Regions from separate parts of the Arachis hypogaea genome. Here region 1 is linked to region 2. Evidence: chromatin contacts called from public Hi-C data. All regions are on one chromosome and are shown on one strand. Each heading gives the region's core, a stretch centred on a gene start, on an enhancer-like site or on the middle of the called end of the contact. The rest is flanking DNA. Distances are from core to core; before and after follow the strand shown.

The links. A called contact is a pair of places that touch in the nucleus more often than the background predicts.
Region 1: a contact with region 2 is called in a Hi-C map of leaf, with 2.0 times the contacts expected there. The contact joins the promoter of LOC112775875 here to the promoter of LOC112775832 in region 2. A contact is called at or near these places in 2 of 8 Hi-C or Micro-C datasets (both in leaf).

What each region holds. Positions count from the first base shown.
Region 1 is chr19:26,880,889-26,887,214 of arahy.Tifrunner.gnm2.J5K5, reverse strand. LOC112775875 reads right to left here and starts at 1,484. Exons shown (of 9, transcript XM_025819774.3): 1 at 1,302-1,484; 2 at 999-1,071; 3 at 1-72. The coding sequence starts at 43.
Region 2 is chr19:26,749,722-26,756,210 of arahy.Tifrunner.gnm2.J5K5, reverse strand. It overlaps LOC112775832 (protein SENSITIVITY TO RED LIGHT REDUCED 1), which reads left to right and starts at 2,790. Exons shown (of 3, transcript XM_072226402.1): 1 at 2,790-3,773; 2 at 4,338-4,459; 3 at 4,939-5,888. The coding sequence starts at 5,006. The coding sequence ends at 5,836.

The DNA of each region.
Region 1 (6,326 bases), core at 235-2,734, 130 kb before region 2:
AGCACTCGTACTTGACTCCAGCAATCCCATGATCAGCATCCATTCTTAAAAGAATTTCTACTCTGCAACGAACTTAACTGAATTTTATTAGTTAAAAAAGTTTCATAACAATCCTAAACCATATATACATAATAAATAAATTTCCTCATTTCTAATTATGCAAGCCTTGAAATCTAAAACTGACAACTGAAAATTTTACATAGGTTGCAGTTTCATGATCATAAGAATTTTGGACAAGTCAAATTATAGAATAAGCAAAACTACTAGTTTTCAGGCTAAAAAGATTTTTATTATTATTCTTTTAAAACATTCAACTATACTATATGAATACAAAAAATTAGCTACCAAATCAGTTATTTATATAAAATTCATGGTAAAATATAAAATATACATTAAAATAAATTAAACAATATATATAGTAGTTGATTTTTTGTGTGCATCTAACATTTTTGAAAAATTTTAAGATTGCGTTTGTTTTTGAAAATTGGATAAGATAAGACACTGAAAATAAGATACAAAGGAAAGAGACACAAAATTTAGTGTTTTTATATTCTATTTGACGATAAATTAGAACAAATTATGAAAATCTAATTTATTTTCATTTTTTTCTGTTAAAAAAAATTGAGAAAAAAATATAATTATAAAAAATTAACATAAATAATAAAAAAATAAAAAATAAGTTATATCCCTTATTAGTGTCTCTGTGTCTTTTATATTAGGAGGAATATAAAACATACTAATTCATTATCTTTAAATACAACATCTCTGTCTATATCTTACTTGTCAAACACAATTTTGTGTGTCCCGTCCTTACAAACGTATCCTAAGGTACGTTTGAAAGACAAAAATCGTGGAACAAACAAGATGAGAGAGAAGGATCTTTTAGAGTAATGAACTCAAATTATTCTTTAAAGTTGAAACAACTTTACTTTCTTTTCTCTAAAAAAATTCGACTTATAGATACAGTTAAACATACCAATGCAAAAATTTGTACATACCTGATGAATGATCAAAGGATCCTGGGCTCAAAGATCAAATCTTGCAATTCACAGTTCAATGATCTCAATTTGCCTGAATTTGTTAAAACGAAAATATTAATTAGTAGCAATCATAATCATAGGCCATGAATTATTACATGATAATCAATGCATGAATGTGCAAATCAACGTGAACCACATAAGACGTACTTTAGAGTAATATCCATATATTTTTATGCACATTAACACGAAAATAACATTAGTGAACAGAATTTAAAGTTAAAAAAAAAGTTGTTGAATAAAATGAAACGTATTAAATGATACCTGGATCCCTGCAGTGTTGTATCAACAGAGAAGGGAAATGATGTTGATCATTGCTGAGAAAATCTATGTATTTATAAGTGTAGAAGGAGGACCCCACCACTAGGCTGAATGTGCGAGGTGACGCTTAAAATGTGAGGTGGCGAGCATTGTTAGAATTCGTTAACTATATTTTATGTTTCACTCATTTTCCCTGATTGCTCAGTTCTTAATTTTATAGTAAACAAATATAGAATTTAATTTTGATATTATATAAAATATTTTATATGTAAATTTAATTACGTAATTTTTTTTGGTGACTTTAATTACGTAATTTTATGTTAATAAAAATAATTATTTTTTATATTAATTATATCAATAATAATTATTTAAAAAAGTAAAAATTGTGATTAAATATATGTGAGTATTAGGTTTAATTTGGTATAATTTTTATTTTTAAAAATTATAACATCTGTATTTAATAAAGTAAATTAAAAATAATTTTTAATAAATACACATAACAAGTAATTTTAGTAAAATAATTTTAAAATTTAAAAATACTATAATAAATATTAATATAAGAATTAAATTCAAATATTAATTAATATATTAAATTATATTAGATATTTTAATTTTAATAAATATTTTTAATTTTTAAAAATTAAAAGCACAAATACATAAATTTTTTTATTTATCAAATATAAGTATTTGTGCTTAAAAATAATGTGCTTTTTAAAAAGTACAAATACTTTTTCAAAAAAAAAAACCAAACTAAACCTTAGATAAACACATAAAAATAAGTTTAATATCCTCGCTTTTTAATATTGAAAGAGAAAAAATAAAGAAAAAAAAAAACAAAGAGAAAGAAAATCAAAATTGGTTATCTAAAGTCTAACCAACATACCCCACTTTAATAAAAGTAGAAATAATGATGGGAGACGCACACTCCAAATCCATTTTACGTCCACACAATTATTTTGTGTTCAAAATTTCTCATGATAAATTATTGTATATTATTTCTATATCAAAGTTTACTTTCCATTGCCAAATAAAAGGCTCGTTTGTTAATTATATATTATCATCTGTTCATCACTGCACCCAACCATGGCTATTCCATCTACACAAGTTTAGTCAAAGGAATGGAAAAAAGTGCTATGGCAAGGAATCTTCATATCATCAAAAATGGGGAGCATATTCTAGAGCCGACTGACCACTGAAGATGAGGTTTATTCTTTAACAGTAATGGAATATAACGATCCATAAGCATCATATCGTTGAAATTATCTTTATTTTATTATCAACATAATGCGGTTATTAATCCACAATTTATTTTTTATTTTTCAAATAAATAAATATTCTTTTTCAGAATTTTATTTAATCCTAACCATATATATATATAAGTAGATTTTAGTATGATTATATATACTATAGTAGCTATAGCTAGTGATTATGCAAGTATTCTTAACATTAAAATCATATTTTTTGTAGGCATACTTTTTAATATACTATAATCACCGTAATCACACTAACATAATTGAACTATACCTTCAATCTTGGAACTAATAGAGTATATCTCCAATAAAGCATACATAGACAATAACTTTTAGAAGTCGAGATGAGCGGCATCAGTAACCCACAATAATGAAGGGCTGAAACAAACATTTAAAATACACAACGGCCACTCCTATTAAGAAGGACTACAACTTCAAACACGAACGGAACGATCCAACCCCTATAAAACGAAGAAGGAATCAAACGAAAGGGAATATAGCAAAACAGAAAGCATTATTAAAAGAAGAATATTTTTTTGATGATCTCGCCGACTTGGACATCGGAGTGTTTTCTTGTAGGGACCCCGACATTTGGAGACACAGAAAGAGGGAAAGAGAAGATCAGCAAAACCGAGTAATCCTGTTCTCGGAGAGTTCGGGTTATACCTCGGCTAAGCAGCTGATTAACACAGAACAAATTGACGTCCACCGTGGAGCCCAAAATAGATTAACCCCACTGAAATAATTTTGTCTTTGTTTTTATTTTATTCCCGTGCCTTATTTTGCAGGGACATCCAGTATGGCCGACAACAGAATCCTGCAATTAACAAAATTGGAGCTGCTGGCCCAAAATGCAAAACTCTAAGCTGAGGTCCAAAGAATGACCGAGCTTCTAGATCAAGAAAGGAATGGAAAACAAAGTGATGGAGATCCCAAGGACACAAGCCAAAAAGACGTGCATTCACGGAATCTTGAGGAAGTAACCCCTCCCAAAGAGAGGAAGACCCTGTCCAATCATTTTTTGGAGGATATCATGAAATTCCAGATGCTAAAGAATTTCGTACTGCCGACTACATTAAAGCCATACGAAGGCCTTGAAGACCCTCACATTTATGTTACTAAGTTTCAGTCTATGACGTTCTTTAATGGTGCTTCTGACCCTATACTTTGTCGATCTTTTTCAACTTTTTTAGACGGTGCTGCGTTACTTTGGGGAAGGTTCTTGATGGCCTAGAGAAGGGGGTTGAATCTATGGTATTCTTTTAAACTTGATTAATTATAACTCAAACCAGAAAATGAAACTTAGCTTCAGTTTTGTCTTCGAGATGGATTATGTAGGAGACAATTTTATTTTGTCTCATAATCGTGAAAAATAGAATCAATGCAGGGAAGAAGAAGATAATATAACCATATATCCTGGTTCAGTTATTTTGTGCAATGAAACCTACATCCAGTCTCCACCACAAGGTTGGTGGATTTTTCACTATCATTTCAAGTATTACATACACCGATTCCTAAAGATTTAACCTAATCCTATCAGGGACAAATCAAGCTTCAACATAAACTTGACTTGGCTAGGCAACTTCCTAGACTCTCGACACAATACGTGCTTATCCAACTTAGTAAGGGATACATCAGATATAAGATGCAAAACAAAAATACAATCAAAAGAGACAAGAAATAAATCTTGGCTTTTCTCTCCAAGTTCTTCTCTTTGCCTTTTTTCTCAATGATTTTTTCTTAATACATCTCTTATATGTCTTTTACCACTGAATAGAAAGAAAAAAAAGATACAACATACAAATAAAATACTCAATGATAAACCATGAAGGAGGTGATGTTGAACAACTCAAACTCTATATGCTGAACCCAGATTCTGAACTCTCAAATGTAGCTATCCATCTTGGCGGAATGCTCCTTTTAGTGTAGGTGCAATACTTCCAAGACTTCAAACTTAGATTTGTGAGGTTTTTCTCTTCTCTTCTCTCGGGTTTTCTCTTCTTACTTGCAAACTGAATTGTTTTTTGCTTTTTGTATTAGTTTTGTTTACACACTTAGGGCTTGCTTCACAAAGTCAGCTCCTTAAATCTTGAGCTAGCTAAGAACTTATTTCCTTTTTCTTCAATCAGACCATAAACTTAGGGATTTGAATCAGAGTTAAGCAACGCAGCTTCTTTGAAAACAAATCCTCAATGGATTTGATAAATCAATACTATTAACCTTGTGCTTTGGCTCCAAGTTTCAATATTAGCCATTGATTCACAGTAGAGAAAAGTAGCCACCACTTTCTTCATATTACCCGAAATGGTTGTGCAGAGAGGAAGGTGAGATCAACAAGTAATTAACTTGCATATTTATGAAAATATTTTACCTTTTTCCTTCTTAATTTGAACATTTGCTTTTAGCTTCAATCTTGATTTGACATAGCCACTAGAGATTGCTTTTTCTTTCTTCCTCTTTGGTACTCAAGAGTAAAAGTGAACTTTTCTTTCTTCTTTGTACCTTATTTGAAACAATATAGCACCACCAGTTTAGGGTTAGTTTCCTTTGTCCTGAATAGCAATGGGCTAGGTTATGGATTCAATTCCATTCAGCAGCCTTGGAAGCACTTGGTGTCTTTAGTTGGGCTTCTTGTCTTCTTAATTTAGGCTGCACAATTAACATGGGCTTGCAACACTCAATAGTTTCATCAAATCCCAATTGGGCATTTAACCCAACCATCAACATGTTTGTCATCATCAAATATTGTTATTATTTACTAAACTCAATATTTGGTTTTCTAAGTTACCTGTAGGTTCCATCTCTTGCTTCAAGGACTTGGCGGAGTCCTTCACCAACCACTTTGCAGCCCCCAAGATATATGTGCATAGGTCAGATTACTTTAGTACTATCAGACAAGGTCAACATGAGAGCTTAAAGGATTATATGACACGGTTTGCTAAAGCAACCATGGAGATTCTCCACTTACATGCACTTAAAAGCGGCCTCTGTCCGGAAAAATTTTAAGAGACTATAGTAGTAACTAAATCGAAGACATTGGCAAAGTTTTGAGAGAAAGTTGAAGGGTAGATGAAAATCGAAGAACTCCATGAAGTTTGGCATTTGTAGAGACAACAACCTCGCCGAGAGGAGGAAAGATAACCCAAACCACAAAATAAAGATGACAGGAAGCCCTTTAAACTAACTCCAAATTTTGATGCGTATACTCAGTTCAACACCAAAAGAGAAGAAATCATCCATAAAATACTCAATGCTAAAATCATCAAATCACCGAGTAAAGCCGGGACCTATAAAGATCAGAAATATATGGACAAATTCAAGCACAATGCTTTCCATCAGAAATTTGGCCACACCAGTGATAAATGTGTGATAGCCAAAGATCTTTTGGAAAAACTAGTGAGACAAGGCCTAATGGACAAGTATGTTGACGGTCGCATACAACAAAGACAACCAAGGACATGTGGGAACCAACCTAAAAACACAAATGCATAGGAGAAGGTAAAATATCAACCATCCCAGACAAGGGGTCTAATTAGCTGTATCTCGGCAAGAAAAAGAACGTATCAAGCAATGTTAGTGGTGGAAGGAGTACCATCCGAAGTTCCACCACAGTCATCAACATCAACTATAACCTTTGAGCATTCTAATTATCAAGCAAAAGCAACAAACTTGGATGATCCAGTTGTTATCTCCATGTAGGCTGGAAACCTTTTAGTAAGGAAGGTCTTCCTCGACCCAGGCAACAACGCCAATGTGTTAATTTATTCCACTTTTCAGA
Region 2 (6,489 bases), core at 1,541-4,040:
AAATGAGGACAATAGGTTGCAGAGTGAAGCTGGAAGGGGATTCACCATTCACTTTTCATTCATACATACTTTAGGTTTTAGATGTAGAATTCTAGATAGAGAAGCTCTCTCCTCTCTCTAGGTTTAGGGTTTCTTTTTCCAATTTCTCTTTAGATTTAGGTTTCAGTCTTATTTTAATTTAGTTTTCTCTTACTTTTATTTGTTCTAGCACTTGAGTTATCTACTTCCCTTATTGATCCCTTTATTTTGCTAATTTAGTTTATGAGTTCATGTGTTACTCTCAATTTTCATTAATGCAATTTATGTGTCATATTTCTTATTGTTCAATTGCTTTGTTATTGTTCTTTCTTTGCTCTGGTTAGTCTTAGAATTTCCTATGTCTTGTCAATTTTCTATGTTTTTATTTTATGCCTTCAAGTGTTTGATAAAATGTTTGGGTGGATTTTAATTTATATTTTTATGTTCTTGACTTAGATTGATTAATTAGAGAATCTTGAGTTATCAAAATTCTTTTGTTGATTGGTGATTGAAAGTTTCTAGTTGGCTTGAGCCTCACTAAAATCTAGTCTTTGATTAGGACTTGTGAACTTAAGTCGATTTTGCTCGCTTGACTTTCCTTCATTTGTTAGAGGATAACTAAGTGAAAGCAATTTATATTTACCATCACAATTGACGATGATAATGAGGATAGGACTTCTAATTCTCTTTCCTTGGTAAGAGCTTTCTTAGTTATTAGTTTATTTTCTTGCCATTTTACTTTCTTGTTTCTTATTACAAAACCCAAAAATATATTTTTTCATAGCCAATAATAAACTACACTTCCCTGCAATTCCTTTGAGAGACGACCTAAAGTTTAAATATTTCGGTTAATTTTATTGGGCTTGCTTAAGTGACAAAGAATTTAAACGTTGATTGAGGATTGCTTGTCGGTTTAGAACTATACTTGCAACGCGACATTTTTGTGAAATTCTTTACCGACAATTTTTCTCCGTCAACTGCGCCACCACCCTCCCTACCATGAGTCTCCTATGTTTTTTATCGCATTCGCACCTGTTTATTTTTTCAAACCATATATTGGAGGGAGAAGAAATTGGAGATTTTCTTTGAGTGGTGTTTAATAATGAACATCCACATCTTAATGAAAAGAACCATCTGCATACATAGTAAAATGAACATCCTGCGAAACATGTGCATGCAGAATCAAGCAAATCAATTAAAATATCAACAGTATACCCAAATAAACATCCACTTTAGAATGAAAAGAACCATTCACATACATAGTAAAATAAACATCTGACTTGGTTGATAAGAAATAAGTAACGAGACAGCAGCTGTGGGGGGCACCAGGGTCGCGATACAGCAGCGACGACGGTGGCACAGGATTGATTATGATTAAACCTAATTAATTCAAAATTATGATTAAACCTAATTAATTCAAAATTTGATTTTTAAAACTAAAATTAAATTTTCTTTTATTATGAGTAAACCTAATTAATTCAAAATTTAATTTTTAAAATTAGCATTTCTTTTTTAACCTATTATTTACGTTGTTCAGAAAAAGCGTTGTTCTCCTATACTTTTTCTTCAAAAATTTCACCCAGCAGTCCATACGGAGGCATTACCTCAAAACCCAGGCCATATTCAAATCCCCCCTCCCATTTCACTCTTAATTTATTTCTTTGTTAAAATAAAACCCTAGATGAGCCTCTGTAATTCACAGCCAAATTGTAGTCGCCCACCGTGCTCCGCCGATCTTCGCACCAAGCCTTGCTGTTGTTGAGTTTCATTCTCGAAACGTACTCCCCAGGTGGAATAGTTAATGTGTTAGTTACAACATTGCACGGGTCGATACACGCAACACCGAGTATCCGTCGTTTACAGCTAGGACTACTAGAGTATCTAATTCCATTCGCTCCTTTAGCTTTTAATTCAAAATTATGATTAAATCTAATTAATTCAAAATTTGATTTTTAAAACTAAAATTAACTTTTCTTTTATTATGATTAAACCTAATTAATTCAAAATTTAATTTTTAAAATTAACATTTCTTTTTTAACCTATTGTTTACATTGTTCAGAAAAAACGTTGTTCGCCTATATTTTTTCTTCAAAAATTTCACCCAGCAGCCCATACGGAGGCATTACATCAAAATCCAGGCCATATTCAAATCCCCTCCCCCTCACCCCCTCCCCCTCCATTTCACTCTTCATTTATTTCTTTGTAAAAATAAAATCCTACCTCAGCCTCCTCTGTAATTCACAGCCAAACTGCAGCCACCCACCGTGCTCCACCGATCTTTGCGCCAAGCCTTGCTGTTGAGTTTTATTCTTGTAAACGTACTTTCCAGGTGGAATAGTTAACGCGTTAGCTACAGCATTGCACGAGTCGATACACGCAATCCCGAGTATCCATCGTTTACGGCTAAGACTACTAGGGTATCTAATTCCATTCGTTCCCTTAGCTTTCGTCTCTTAGTGTCAGTGTCAGCCCAGCAGATGCTTTCGTCGTTGGTGTTCTTTCCAATCTTTACGCATTTCACCACTCCACCGAAAATTCCCTCTTCCCCTATGTACTCACCGTGTCCCTCTTTGCTGCTTCTCACCGCGACCTGCCATGCATGTAATCCATAATTCTAAAAACTGGACCGGATCGATTAGTCAAACCGTGAACTGGCAGCATTAACGATCCAGTTAATCATGTAAAATCGCTAATTAAAAAACCGTTAATAAACCATTGAATCAGTCTGAAAACTGATCGGTTGAAGTGAAATTGAAACCAATCGTTTTAATGAAACTACGTCGTTTTGAACTTTACCAAAAAAAAAAAAAATTATTTTTGGTTCACGCACGCGTGACCTTCCTTCCCCTTCCGTTTAGTCTTCACTCCAAACACTTAACAGCTTCTCCCCAAATCAGAAGGAAGTTGAAACATGAAACCCTAGCTTCTCCACCACCGCCTCAAGGACTGCCGCCGTCCGTCGCGCTCAGGCACTACCATCGTCGTCTGGTCGTTCGTGCTTCTTCCTCCTTCAAGAATCGCAGCTTCTTCCTCGAGCTCGGCGCGTCAGTCCCTGGTCTTCATCTGCTCCGTCGCGCGCTCAGGCACCACCGTCTTTGTCTGGTCGTCGTGCTCGAAGTCCCCAACCCACCAATTGCAGCTTCTTCCTCGAGCTCGGCGTCTTTGAGTCTGCTCTTCATTTGCTCAGCCGCAGGTTCTTCCAACCTACCACCGTCTTCTGCGTTTTTTGTTTATGCCCTGTTCAATGATTATTTGATTACTGATTATTTGAATGTTTTTGTTTTAATATTTTATTGAACGATTATTTGATTACCGATGAGCTCTGGTTCTGCTGTGTTGTGATTTTTTATTGAATGAGCTCTGGTTCTGCTGTGTTGCTGTTTTGTGTCTTCTTTATTTTTTATTGAATAGTTATTTTACTGATTATTTATTATTGAAGGTCTTGTGATAATTGATTATTGAATGTCTTTTGATTATTGATTATGATTAGTGATGTGCTGCTGGTTTTGCTGTGTTGTGTTTTCCTGTTTTGTGATTTCCAAACTAGTCATACAAAGAAACTGTTCAGCGGATTTGTTCATCTGCTCGAGTGAAATTCACACAACCGCATGCAAGTTACTACATAAGCTTATAATTATACAAATCATATACTAACTAGTTCTTAAGCATTTCTACGAATTCTACCAGCAGCATACAAGAAATAAGCATCACCAAACGCATCGATAGGTGACATGCATCTGAGTGATATCACCACTGTAAGTTATCTTAACTACTTGCCCTTTCTCTAGTCCATAGTATCTTGCAATTGCATTTGTTTGTAGAATGCGGGGTAGCTGACAACAACAAAGCTTCAAATCAGAATAATATAATAGTGTCTTGTAATGTGAACAATAATTCTGACTCTAAGATGGTCACAATAAAATTTTATGCACAAAAAACATGTAATGTGACACTGTAATGCACCATTTAAATTGGACATATTGTTTGTGCCATAAATCATATTTTTTCAATACATTTCAGGCTGATGTTGAAGAAATTGTGCTTAGACTGTGATTGATAGAAGAAGAAAATATGAACTTATAATTGATTGAATATGAATCTAAATTCAATGACTTTTCACTTAAGTAGTTGTTACGTTTATCATTTAAATTCAATGAATTGTTGATTTTATTATTTCATTTAGGTCATTGAATTGTTCTAAAAAATTTTGTTTCGTCCTTGAGCCATTGTGCTTGTTTTCATGGGATCAGAATTTTTTAGTCTTATTATTTCTTGATTGCATCTATAGGTCCTAATGGTTATGTTTGGTGGCTGGAAAGTTTGCCTATGCTTTGTATGTTGCAGCAGTGAAAGCTAAGTCGCTGCTCTTCTCTTCTGCCGCCAGTCTGCTCCGCCTCCTCGTCGCCAGTTTGCTACCTTATGCTTCTGGTTCTTCTGCAGGGTGAGAAATTCACTGAATTGCGTCTCCCTCTTGTTTCATGTGAATGTAATCATGTTTGCTTATATCATTTTGATTTTTTGACAACACATGTATAACTATTACTAACTTATTACTGCTGCTGATTTTGCAATTTCATGAGTGCTTAACATTTAAAATTTGTTTATATGATATTTGATCTTCATGTTGACTAGTGTATACTGTATAGTGTAATATGTATTTAATAATTAGAGAGAGAAATCGTAGAATTTACTTCTGACACCATATTGAAACTAGAGATGGATTGAATGAAATGATTCGTTACGAAATGAATATGACAGCTGGGTGGATAACAGAAAATAACTAACTTAACTGGTTTCTAACTAACTCCAGCTGTTGACTAACTGATCAATCAATTAACTAACTCGCTAATGTAATCCATAACATTTTGTTCATTTCATATCATGTGAAGCCATGAGCTAATATTCTATGTTCTTATCCAGAATTTGGTATTGCATTTCGAGGTTGAAGCAGTATATCCGAACGAGTAAAGAGATTTCTTGAATTCCAATGGCAGCTTCGGCAAAACCTCAAACAATTCACAATTGCACTTCTGATGGAGGATGGACAGTTGTTTTACCCCGTCGTGGCAGACAAAGAAGTAAAGCTACCAAAGTTGGAGTTTCAGAAGAAAAACAAGAACCATGGGCTCCAACGGATTCTCAGACTGATCCAAGCCGAGAAACATCAATGATGCAGAAGATGGAAAGATGTATAAATAGGGTTGGGAGCTCCGAGTTCTATAGTACTATGAGATGTCAAATCCAAACATCACTTTCTGATTATGTCCATAGGGTGTTAGGCTCAGAGACAAAGATGGAAATGGTCATTTATGGTATTGGCAGCATCGAATCGTACGAGCCCCCTCGATTGCAACTTAGCCTTGCAATATTGATGAGAAGAGATTTCAGTTGGATCGGAAACATAGAGGTGTATGATCCTGTTCTATCTCTATCTGAGTCTCGGGTTATAGAATCCCTCGGTTGTTCTGTCATGTCAGTAAATGAGCATGGGAGGCGAGAGGCACAAAAACCGACTATGTTCTTCATGCCTCATTGCGAGGCAGAGTTATATAATAACTTGTTGCAGGCAAATTGGAAACTGAATCTATTAAGAAACATGGTATTGTTTGGTAACAGCTTTGAAACATACAAGGAGCATGCTTCATTGTGTAAGAATTCACGTGTTAACTCAATGGAGCATATTTTGTCTGTTCGTAGGTTCACAACAGAGTTTAGAATCAAAACAGTTTCAGATGATTATTATAATGCATTTCATGATTCTAGTTGGCATTTTTTTAGCCCTGTCCTGGAGACTGAGCTGCAACTTTCAGATTCTTGATGGTGTATTTTTTTACCACCCGCAATAGTGATTAATTAAGATGTTGCACTTATATGTCCTTTATTTCAAATAGAATGGCACGCAAACACCCTATGCACAATATTAGAACTCTACACAATATATCAATGAAAACAACAGCAACAAATGTGATGGAAAACTGAAAATCCATACCAAAATTTCACGTCGAAAAATATTCCTCACTATGAGAGGTAAAAAAACCACAGGATGATAAAATGTTCCATTATAACCAAATCAAACATACAAAGTGTTTGAAAATATGCAATAATTGAGCATAGCAATACAGCTCTTTTGGATTATCAACTAGCCACCAACAATAGTCCAAAGACATCAAGAAGTTGAAAAAAATAGAGTTCAAGAAATATTTGTTCCTTCTCTCAACTAAACCTGTCACCTAAATAATTTTCAATTAGCAGTAGATGTAGGCTTAACTATAGTTAGTTAGTCACTTCAGCGTATACCAATCAAAATAAAAATTAGTTTAGTTTAGTTTATTAATTATTTAATGTGGCTGTAATTAATTGTAGCAGGAGCATATAAGGTATGACCACCCAGTGGCAGTGCTTGAAGTAAATTTTTGGGGAGCCAACAATAATTTAAAAAAATATATATAGCCCGAATGATATATATTAAAA